Linked DNA regions of Gossypium hirsutum: regions 1 and 3 are each linked to region 2. A link is a contact called in public Hi-C data. All regions are on one chromosome and are shown on one strand. Each heading gives the region's core, a stretch centred on a gene start, on an enhancer-like site or on the middle of the called end of the contact. The rest is flanking DNA. Distances are from core to core; before and after follow the strand shown. Region 1 holds the start of LOC107903930. Region 2 holds the start of LOC107904069 (probable methyltransferase PMT2). Region 3 holds the start of LOC107903935 (protein UXT homolog).

The links. Hi-C and Micro-C count contacts between places; a contact is called where the count stands out from the background.
Region 1: a Hi-C map of leaf shows a contact between it and region 2, with 2.0 times the contacts expected there. The contact joins the promoter of LOC107903930 here to the promoter of LOC107904069 in region 2. A contact is called at or near these places in 6 of 34 Hi-C or Micro-C datasets (callus and leaf).
Region 3: a Hi-C map of leaf shows a contact between it and region 2, with 1.9 times the contacts expected there. The contact joins the promoter of LOC107903935 here to the promoter of LOC107904069 in region 2. A contact is called at or near these places in 4 of 34 Hi-C or Micro-C datasets (leaf and seedling).

What each region holds. Positions count from the first base shown.
Region 1 is chrD05:35,801,365-35,805,205 of Gossypium_hirsutum_v2.1, reverse strand. It overlaps LOC107903930, which reads left to right and starts at 1,855. Exons shown (of 4, transcript XM_041092917.1): 1 at 1,855-2,208; 2 at 2,501-2,590; 3 at 2,682-2,778; 4 at 3,585-3,841. The coding sequence starts at 2,019. The coding sequence ends at 3,780.
Region 2 is chrD05:35,402,282-35,405,872 of Gossypium_hirsutum_v2.1, reverse strand. It overlaps LOC107904069 (probable methyltransferase PMT2), which reads left to right and starts at 2,079. Exons shown (of 7, transcript XM_041092909.1): 1 at 2,079-2,450; 2 at 2,615-3,276; 3 at 3,386-3,591. The coding sequence starts at 2,632.
Region 3 is chrD05:35,715,370-35,719,331 of Gossypium_hirsutum_v2.1, reverse strand. LOC107903935 (protein UXT homolog) reads left to right here and starts at 1,806. Exons shown (of 7, transcript XM_016830156.2): 1 at 1,806-2,308; 2 at 2,502-2,598; 3 at 2,728-2,757; 4 at 2,918-3,019; 5 at 3,407-3,514. The coding sequence starts at 2,507.

The DNA.
Region 1 (3,841 bases), core at 606-3,105, 400 kb before region 2:
AATTTCTCAAGTAAATGCCTCTAAAATAATAGTAAAATTAACAATAAAACAAGAGTGATATAATATACAAACAATAACAACAAAATAGTATAAATATAATAGCAAAATGATTGCAAAACAATAACATAACAACGCAACAGAAAAAGATTTAGTCAAATTCGAGTCAAGTCAGGCCAAAAAAACTTGCTTGAGGCCCAACTCATTTAGAAAATGTGCCTTACTTTTTGTCCAAGCCCATTGTTCGAGCCTATATTTTTTTCTAAACCCTCTCATTTTTCAGGTGGACCTTCGAGCCTAGGTAGGTAGCCCGATTCATGACCAAGTTTAGTTGGCATGTTGCACTTGCATGCTCATTTTACGGAGTTTGTGACTAGTGCCAACAACCTGAGGGAGGTGAGAAACTGAAGAGGACAATGGCATGAAGGAAGCCGAAGCAACAGCTAGCAAACAACAGCAACGAGCAAGCAGAGGCACAAACCAAGAGAGGTAGCAAATCTGAAGGAAGCAGAGAGGCCACACCCTCAATGTCAACTTTTTCTTAATTCAAACTGGTGCGGCCTGATTAGAGGTGATCATGGGTTGGGCTACCCAGCCCGGCCCGATGGTCCGCCTAAAAATGGGAGGGTTCGGGTAAAAATATAGGTCCGAAATATGGGTTTAGGCAAAAATAAATTAGGCCCGTTTAGAAAATGGGTCGGGCCTAGGGTAAAACATTTTTGGCCCTGGCCCAACCTGACCCCGGCCCGAATTATATATTAAATATATATTTTTTATTTTTAATCAAATATATTTTTTAAAATTTAATATGCTATTTTCTTTTTAAAATATGCTATTTTGGTGTTGTAAAATTTAATATGGGCCGGGCTCGGGCTTAGCAATTTTCTTTTACGGACTTAGGTAAATTTTTAGGCTCATATTTCGGGCTGAGCCGGGCTTAGGCTCGGGCCTAGAAAACAAGCCTAAAATTTTGTCTGGATCTGACCCGAACCGACCCATAATCACCTCTAGGCCTGATACCTAGTTTGTATTTAAGAGTATTTTTTTAGTATCGCTTGGACATGTTGACAACATAACTTAATATATATATATTAACTTTAATTGACTTATTGATAAAATATGAGAGAAATTTTAGGTAACTCGAAAACATTATAAAAAATAATCCATTTTTAAAATTAATTTATATTTTATATTATTTACGTAATTAATCATTTTTAGTATTATTTTAATAAAAACCCACAGCTTTATATTCAACTAGAGGTCATGGGCCGGGTCGGGTTTTAAGCTCAAAAAAATTTCGGCCCGCGTTCTAGGCTTGGGCTCGGGAAAAAATTCCTCGAGCCCAGCCCGACCCGGCCTATTTTTTAATAAACACCAAAAATTTATTTTAAAAAAATAAAAAAAAATATTTTAAAAATATTTTAAAATTAAAAAATAAAAAATATATTTTTATTAAATTCGGGCCGGGCCGGGCCAAGCCAGGGCCAAAAAAGCGCTACCCGAATCCCGGCCTGTTTTCTAAACGGGCTTCATTTTTTGCCCAAACTCATATTTCGGGTCTATATTTTTACCCAAACCCTCCCATATTTCGGATTGGTAGTCGGGCCGGGTAGTATATTCAACCAATAAAAAGAAATATTATTTTAATATAAAAAGAAAGAAGTGGGTAACAGCATTATATTATTTTAAATATCTTTTTTTTTTTACTGAAAAGTCTGAAATGAACCGTTTCCTCCATGCCAAACCCCTTTTTATATATTTTCAGTATTTTTTTAACATGTAAACCGGTTGGGCCGGTGGTCAGGCCGGTTCGATCACCGGTCCGGTTATAAAATCGTTGGGTTAACATACTAAATCGAGCTGATGACCTACATCTTAATCCAATCCTAACCTAAACATAAAGTCAATTTTCATTTGTAGACTTGAAACTAATATCAACCGCTCATGGGGGATTCTTTTTTAACCCTCTTATCTTTACTTATTAAGCTTGTTCATCTCGAAGAAAAGCCAACAACCCAACAATGATTTGCTCAACAGCTTCCTCTCTCCCCATTTATTTTGATGAAAGAATCTCTATTACCTCCACTAAAATCTTGAAAACTTCTTCTTCTTCTTCTTCACCTTGTTATTTACCGTTGAATTGCAGTGTGTTACACAAGTCTTTTGTACCTTTGGCTGCTTCAGTTACTATTCTTCTGTCTCCAATTCCAGGTACCACTATACAATGATTTAATGTTAGACTTCCATGTCTTCAATTTGAGTTCATTGCATTGACTGTTTATTTCACCACTTGGGTAACTTGAGTTGCTTCTTCTTTTCCTTTTTCCTTTTTCCTTTTTTTTTCATTTTAGGATTTTGTTTATAAAATTCTTTCTTGGGTTGGATATGGTATGTTCATCAATTTGTTTCGACTTCCATAAGAAATTAACTACAGAAATTATTGAAATCCAAGGTATAGTTAAAAAAATGATTACTTGAGCTTCTGTGTTTTTTTTTTTTGCAGCCAAAGCTGGATTGTTATCAGGATTCCCCGGAATCGAATCAATCCCTGGTCCTCAATTACCTGAAATTGAGTTCCTAAATCGCTTCAATGGTTTGATTTATCGTTCTCACCATAATCCGTTGACATTTGTGGTTTGAATTCTAAAATTAGCCTTAAAAAATATTGGGTTTTGATTATGCAGAAGAAAACCAGAAGAAGTACGCTGAAGCTGATGCAAGATTCAAGTCATCTCCCTTGCTGAAGCAGCTGTTAGAGCGGTCAAAGCAGAACAAAGAAAAGTAATTCACTTTCTTTACCCCATATCACTATCAAAATTGCTTACTTAAACTGCATTACTTCAAATCCGGTTCATGCAATAGCCTTAAAAAGTGACATGAAATTTGAATCCGAGCATCTATAATCCCTTTTCCCTTTTATCCTCATACTATGAACTACTTGTCTCTAGAGGGAAGAATAAAAAAAGGGTGTGTTTGTTTAACTACGGGGATAGAAAGAGGTTGTAGATGTTCCAATCAAATTTACTAAATACGTCTCTTAAAGGTGTTTACATGAATCAACTGTAACTTATTAGTTATTGAATTTGCATTATCGATATGGAAGGGTTGTAGATTTCAGGATTCAAATCCCAAATTTACTGAATACTAAGAATAGTTGCATGAAGCAACTAAGCACATTATTTGGTTAGGCATTGAGATAGAATTGTGCTGTTGAACTTGCAATATTTCGTGTAAAGGAGGCCTTAGTATGGGGATAGGGGAACGATTGCAATGTTGAGAATCTAACTTGAGACATATCAAAATACCACTCATAAGGGTGATTGCATGAACTGACTGAATTAAGCTCTAGGTTCTTGAACTTGCATCATCTGATTAGGCATTGAGGTATAATTGTGATGTTGAACTTGCATTATTTTGTGTATAGGAGGCCTTAGTATGGGGATAGGGGAAGGATTGCAATGTTGAGAATCTAACTTGAGATGTATCAAAATACCATCTCTAAAGGGAGATTGCATGAACCGACTGAATTAAGCTCTAGATTCTTGAACTTGCATTATATGATTAGGCATTGAGATAGAATTGTGAAGGTTGCTGCAAATTATTGCAAAATTGCAGGAACAAGCAAGAAATTCAAGACAAGTACTGCATGCGCGGGGCGGAGTGGGGAGTAGGGGATTGTTCAGTGGAGGCAATGTCGCCGGAAGACAAAGAAAACTTCATTGCAATGTTGAAGGAAAAGGCTGGAATCAAATGAAATGGTCATTTCAATTTGCTTGGATATAGATCAAAGAAGAATGGGAAGCAAAGCCAACATGCAAGAACAAAATGTAATAGCAATGGCAAT
Region 2 (3,591 bases), core at 830-3,329:
CATAATAAACTGGCACCAAATTGCATCATCGAATAAATCGAAGTAAGGGAAAATTGGCACATATAGTACATATTGGCGCATGAAGCGCATACTGGCACACAAAGTGCATCCTGACGTATAAGCGCATAAACCCGTACACAATCCAATCCTACAACGTGCCAACTATATCCGAGTTAACCTAACTAGTTAATAGGGTACCAATGTTCAATTTCATTTGTAATTCAGTACATATATAATTTCTTGATCATATTCATAACCACAATTCATTTCATCATCAAATCGCATATATTTCATGTCATGCAACATATTTCTACCCAAAAGTTTATAACACATATCAAGACAATTCAAGTTATTTTCCATTTTATTCATTTTAGTTCTCGATCTCGATAATTCATATCAAGCTGAACACAATGATTAAAGGTGGAAGTCGAAGTAAACACCTCGATATTAAGTAACTTAGCAATTAAGGATCACATTAAATCCTTGGAAGATCTTATTGAGCACATAAATACAATGTTGATGGTAGTTGATCATATGGAAAAAGGCGTGCCACCAAAGTTGTTTAAAGATCAAGTCTTTGAAATGTGATTATTCTTAGAATTGTCACTATAAGTAATATTTAGTTTAGTTTGTTTTCTCAGTCTGGTTGTGTGTTTTGAGCAGAGAAAATAAACATTTTGTTTAGACCTAAAACAAACGCTAGAGGTTTGTCCATAAAGTAACTTCCCACATTTGTGAGTTTATTTAGGAGAAGAAAATTTGCATTGTAATACATCGAAGAAATACTCGGTTAAATATATTATGTATAATACTGGTATTGAGAATATTGTTATAAGATTGGGGTCAGCGGGAGAATGCTAAAACATTTATTTATTAGTGGTCCTTAATTTTATAATGCAAAGTTAAATAACTTTGTATATTGAGGGTAATTACTTATGGAATTTTTTGAGTTTGGGGGATTAAATAGGGTGTGAGAGAGTTTGATAATAACTGCTTAACCATACCCCATTCATTATCTTTAAAAGGATAATGTGGTTTTTTTTAGAGAGTTTTCAAATGTTTTGGATAGGCACAATCTTTTAAACAATTTTATTTTTAGGATTTGAAAATTCTAATTTTACATCAATTATATGTTATGGATGGAAGTTCATTCATTGTTCTTTGATTTTGAAAAGAAGTTGATACTTAATTTTTCAACTTTTATATATTTATATCTTACAACTCCAATCTATATTAAATTGTTGTCATTATTAAAAAATTGATTAAAAATTAGTTATTTAATAATAAAGGGTTAATATTTCCTTTTTTATAAAAGCTCGTACTTTTATTTCTTTAAAAAAACCACAAATTTGATATTTCTTTTCTAAAAACACCGACATGGTATTAAAGAAAATAAGGGGAGAGAGAGGCAGGATTTTGGCCGTCCTGGTTAAAAGGGATAATAACACTTCTAACCCCTTGTACTTTCACCCGGTTATGTGTGCTAAAAATGGAAAAAGAGTTGGGTAAAGGAAATCATTGTCCAAAATTAGGCCTTCAACCAACCAAATGTTCAATAGCTTTCCGTAGGAATATAATACAGATATTTTTATGATCATTTACATCCACCACCATTTGTTGCTGTGCATCACCGCCTCGTTAAGCGTAAATCAGGATCCGAATGGGGGCATTGGACCCACCCCTTTACCTTTTTCTCCCTGTCAATTCCTAAGCGCGTGGGTCCCCCTTTGCTCTCTATGCGCATGACGCACCCCGTTTTAATTTAACACGGTCTTTGCTTTTTTGATAACACCAAAATATAAGGCCTAAGTGTTCTCTCAGTCCCTGTAATTTTTTTAACTTTAATCACTTATATTTTTAATACTATTAGTCGGTTTAAAAATTTCTTTTAAAATACCATATGCACCTATTAGTAATATTATGGATTGGAGTTTGGTTTTCAATTCAAATAATGATTATATATATTTTGAAATGGGTTAATAGAAACTAAATTGTAAAAGGTTGAAGAATACAGGGACTGACATTATATTTAAACTAAAACATAAGGAAGATTAAAAGTAAAGCGAGATCTCTGTGTTTCTTGTAATTAGGAGGCTTGGATTGTATTTATAAACCCAAAAATAGGATTCACGACAAATTGAAAGACAAAAGATAAAGTCGAAATTTGGGATTCTTTTATCCCAATCAATCCCCCCCCCCCGTCTTTATATAATTAAAACCCTTTTCTCTCTAAACCTTGTTTCCACGGTGATCGTTCTTCTTCGATTTTAATATAATCGAAGATTTCTTTTGGGGGAGATCAGGTTTTTTTTTTCTTAAAAACTTTTCAGTGTTTTATTGACACGTCTCTCCCTTCCCTTCCCTTCCAAGCTCTGAAAATCTCCCTTCCATCATTTAATTCTCTTTTCTTTGAGATCTTCACCCACTGATTTCATCTATTCATGCGATTGGTAACTCATCTGACACTTCTTTCCTTCCTTCCATCATGGGTTTATATTTTTCCTTCTGATTTAAAGATTCTTTTTTTTTTTTAAATTTTTACTCAAATCAGCTCTTAGCTAGTTTAAGTCCACTGATCTTTGTTCCCCATCATTGGATCCTTATGATTTTGCAGGTTACTATTTTAAAAAAATGGCACTGAAACCGAATTCAGCGGATGGTAGAACAAGGAGTTGGGTTCAGATATTTATCGTTTTTGGATTATGTTGTTTTTTCTACATATTAGGAGCATGGCAACGAAGTGGTTTCGGCAAAGGGGATAGCATAGCTTTAGAGATAACCAAACACGGCGCCGATTGTAACATCATCCCGTCGTTGAACTTCGAAACCCATCACGCCGGCGAAGTGGGGAACGTCGGTGAATCTGAAAAGATCAAGTCTTTTCAGCCCTGCCCTCCTCGTTACGTTGATTACACGCCTTGCCAAGATCAAAAGCGTGCCATGACTTTCCCCAGGGACAACATGATCTATCGGGAGAGGCATTGTCCCCGGGAGGAAGAGAAGTTGCATTGTCTTGTCCCGGCACCTAAAGGATACGTGACCCCGTTTCCTTGGCCTAAGAGTAGGGACTATGTGCCTTATGCTAATGCTCCCTATAAGGCCTTGACGGTAGAGAAGGCTATTCAGAACTGGATCCAATATGAGGGTAATGTATTCAGGTTCCCTGGTGGAGGAACGCAGTTCCCACAAGGTGCGGATAAGTATATTGATCAGCTTGCTGCTGTGATCCCGATTACGAACGGGACTGTAAGGACTGCACTTGATACCGGTTGTGGGGTATGTCATACTGTCATGTTCTTCAAATTTTTTCAGTTGATCTATTGATTTGTAGCTTTGAGGATCTGTTTTAGGTGTATAAATCTTAAAAATTGGTTCCTTTGTATAGGTTGCGAGTTGGGGGGCATACTTGTGGAGTAGAAACGTCCTTACCATGTCGTTTGCACCAAGAGATTCACATGAAGCACAGGTTCAGTTTGCCCTTGAAAGAGGTGTTCCTGCTGTTATTGGTGTTCTTGGGACCATAAAAATGCCATATCCATCCAGAGCTTTTGATATGGCTCATTGTTCTCGTTGCTTGATTCCATGGGGAGC
Region 3 (3,962 bases), core at 557-3,056, 310 kb before region 2:
ATGAAAGTGCACCACTAATTTTACCATATTTATTGAATTTTGTGCAGGAATGTAATTTGGGGCTAAATAGAAGAAAAAAGAAACAATTGGGCTAGATTGAAGAAAGAAGCAAAGAAGGAGGGCCAAAGAAGAATTTTTCCAAAATTAATTAGCTGAAATTTTTGAGTTGGTGGGAGAATATTTTGGGATTTATTTTATTATAGGATATTTTTCCTTAATTTCCTATGACTAGTTGGCTCCTAATTTAGTAAATCCTCTAGTATAAATAGAGCTTGTATTGTTCATCATTTCATCAATCAAAAAATTATTAAGCTCTTGTCTTTCAATACATTCTCTCTTTTCTCACGTAGCATTGTTGTTTCTTTAGTTTCCTTTCCTTCAATTTTTTCCAGTAGCTAATCACCAAATCAAGCCATTTGCAATTTCCTTTTTTTTTCAATTCTTTTCCAAATAGTCAACCACCCCATTTTAATATATTCCAACCCCCATACTCAAACACATCACCCATCTTTTCACCCATTTACCTTAATTAATTTATCAAATACCAACATGTCCCAAACCTTAGCCAACTAAACCCATTTTCAGCTTTAGGCCTAAATTAGCCTCGTCAAAACCTGTGAGTTACGAACCCGAGCCATTTAACTCCTAAAATTCCAGTACTTATTACTTCTCCGGATTAAGAGTGTGATTTTGTCAGCTCATAAAGTCAGATAAACACTAAGTCAAAAAAGACGTCGTTTGATTTAGTGTGGTTAGACGTACAGTTGGAATTCCAAAAGGAACGTTTCCAATCGGTTTTCTGTGAACACATTGGCGTGCCAAGTGGAGATTGCTGTTTGGTTCCGTCAAGGGAAGTAGTAACCGGATTTAAATGTCCCACGCGGTTGAGCACATTGGTTCGAGCTAGGCTCTTCTAGAACGCAAAGCTGCCGGAGTACTAAATCACGAACGTTTCGTGGTTGTTCGATCGGTAAGGGTTAGTTATTGGACGTTCCATAACTAATTTACACAAGGAAGAGTAGGTGTCCGAGGCGTCCTTGGTAGCTATAACTAGCTTATTGGAAAAGAGGAGTTCATCCAATTTCGAGGATCAGTTTAAAGACGAGAAAAATTCGTGTCTAAAGCTGAGCTCATTCTAATTAATTTTTCTTAATATTTATTTCACGGTTTTTATTATTCTGTTTTCAACCTTTACTTTTGATGTTATTTTTCTGTTAATTTCAGGTTTTCAAATTTTTATCCCCCCGAACGTCTTGGGCACGACAGCTGCCCCAACATAAATCTGGTCAAACGAGCAACAATTTACAGTAAACCAGTCTCTGAGGGATCGACCCTACTCCCTATACTGCATAATTTGCAAATTAAGGCGTAGGTTTATATTGGTGGATTCGACACCCATCAGACCCAAGTTTATTAACTCCAAATTTTTACCCTTATTCCCCACTTCCCAGCAAACCTAGTCCCGATATTCCCCTTTTCTTTCCCTTTCCAATCATTATTTCCCCTTAATCCTTAACATTTTCCTTGTTTCTTTGTCATTGCCATCACTGTTGCTTATCTTCATTTTACTACTTTTCGCTGATTTTAATTTCTTTATTTTTGCAGAAAATATTGACCGCGAGAATTTTTGATCTTTCACCCATTGTTCCTTTCATTTCCTTTTCACGATCATTCCTTTCCCTTTAGATCTACGCTTCCTTATTTGAACCCAATTTTGTTATCTTTTTACTACTTTCGAAAGTTTGGGTTTTTTTGGTTGCTTTGCTTTTTATTCATTTTGATTCCATTTGGATTCAATTCGATCGAGGGAAAAATCATTTGGATTCTCTCTTTCGATACTTTAGACTTGTTATTTTCGATTGAATCGGAAAAAAAGAAGAAACAAAGATTGATTAGAGTGGATTGATGAAATTAGGGTAAAAAAAGGTCGAGCCCGAGTTTAATATATATAATATGGGCCAGACTTAAACAAAAATATCAATCTATTTTTTTGGGCCAGCCTGGGTCTACCAATTAGGACTGAAATTTTGATTAAACCCGGCCCGCATTAATTTTTTTATAATAAAAATAGATAAAATTTTTAATATAACTATAGATTTACTAAGAGGTTACTATTTTTATCGGTATTTGCTAATAATAACAACATTTGGGCGCCTTTTTGCTTCAAACAGCAACTCTCCTCAACTCGATATATATGTTTTTTCTTTTTCTACCTTCCCCTTTTTAGTATTGTAGTAGGGCTTCCCTTCTTTTCCTACCTTCAAACATCCGGAGGAGACGTTCAATCGGCCGGCCCTCGACAGGTGAGGTGAGCCACTTTCGCTTTCAAAAGGCACTTACTTTTTTTTTTTTGGGGGGGGGGGGCTTATCTGCTAGATACAACCAAAAAGCTCATGCCTTTTAGCCGTTCGATGAAATGCCTAAACCAGAATTTTCGCTGAAGCCCGATTTGAAGACAGGTTTACTTTAATTTACTTTAATATTATTTTTTCACCGGGCAGAAGAAATGGACAGCTTACGCCAGGAGAAAATACAGAAATTCGAAGAATTTGTTGATCGCCGCCTTAAACCTGATCTTGTTCATGCTATTGTTGAACGGTATGAATTGACAACGTTCCCATTTTTCCTCTACTAATATTTAGCCTGCTTTTTTTATTTATATATTTGAACACCAAAAGTAAAAGGAATAACGACATTGCTAATCATATTTTCCCCATATTTTTGCAGCGACAAAATCTTTGACCAGCAAAAAATTTTGTATCCTTTTATTTAGAGACGAATTTGTTCCTTTTTGAGTAACAAGGACACAGTTTTTAAGAATTTTCAATGCTAATTTTTTTTCCCTCAATGGGGTTTCTTTTTTGTTGCTGAAAGATTAGAGCTTTGTATCTGTTTACTTTGACACTTTTTCATGTAGCTCTGATTTGCGGAAGAACATAGAAAATTTAGAGAAAAACAGTGTAACTAGTCTTCGGACCTTGGTTAATCTCGGGTCTGAAGTGTACATGCAAGCAGAAGTGTAAGTTTTCTATGTCTATCGTTTCTGGTTTATCATACACCTGTTTTTACTTTACTTTTGTACTAATGTTTACTCCATTTTCCTTTTCAGAATTAAAAAAAATTACTGCAATTTATGCATTTATTTCGTGATTTTCACATTGTCATAGTATCATGAAATAGGATTATTCATGTTTTATATGCCCTTTACTTGTTTTTGGTTCAAGGGTGAGCTTGTATGTAATGTACGGTTAAAACTTAAGACTTCTGTTGAACTTTGTGATTGCAATTGGATTTTGACTTAAGAATTTGCTCATCCCATGTTTAATCCGTTATTATTATATTTAAATTTTCTTGGATTTGTGTGTGCTTGTGGTTTTTTGGGGGCTTCCTCTTTTGATGTTTACAGGCCAGATACCCAACGTATATTTGTGGATGTCGGACTCGGGTTTCATGTGGAGTTCACCTGGTCAGAAGCATTAAAGTTCATCTCATTGAGGGAGGAAAAACTGGAAAGGTATATGGTTTTCTTCAATTGATCAAGAAGCCCTGTTTGGAACTTCTGTAGGTCTTACTTGCTTATAGCCTCAAGCACAAAAGTACTAACCTACTTCTTTCTAACCAGTCAGATAGAATTGTATATAAATGCTATGTACAAGTCAGTCATTGCAAACTCTAACATGTTATGCAAGGATATATTGGTTTAATATCGTCATGGGATCCACCAATGTCACCATAAAGTAGTATGAAACTTAAAACTTTATCCATCATTTCCTATATTCTGGTACAACTCGAGAAGCTGGTTTTGCTGATCTTGACCTTTTTTTATTCTTCATCATCACTTATGTTAGGTGTAACTTTGGCCTTGACCATCAACATAGGTCCATAGGTGAGGTTAAAGATCAAAGAAGTGTTGTCAAGACATGTGCCTAGGTGTGCATGTGCCTTAGCACTAGACAACAAAA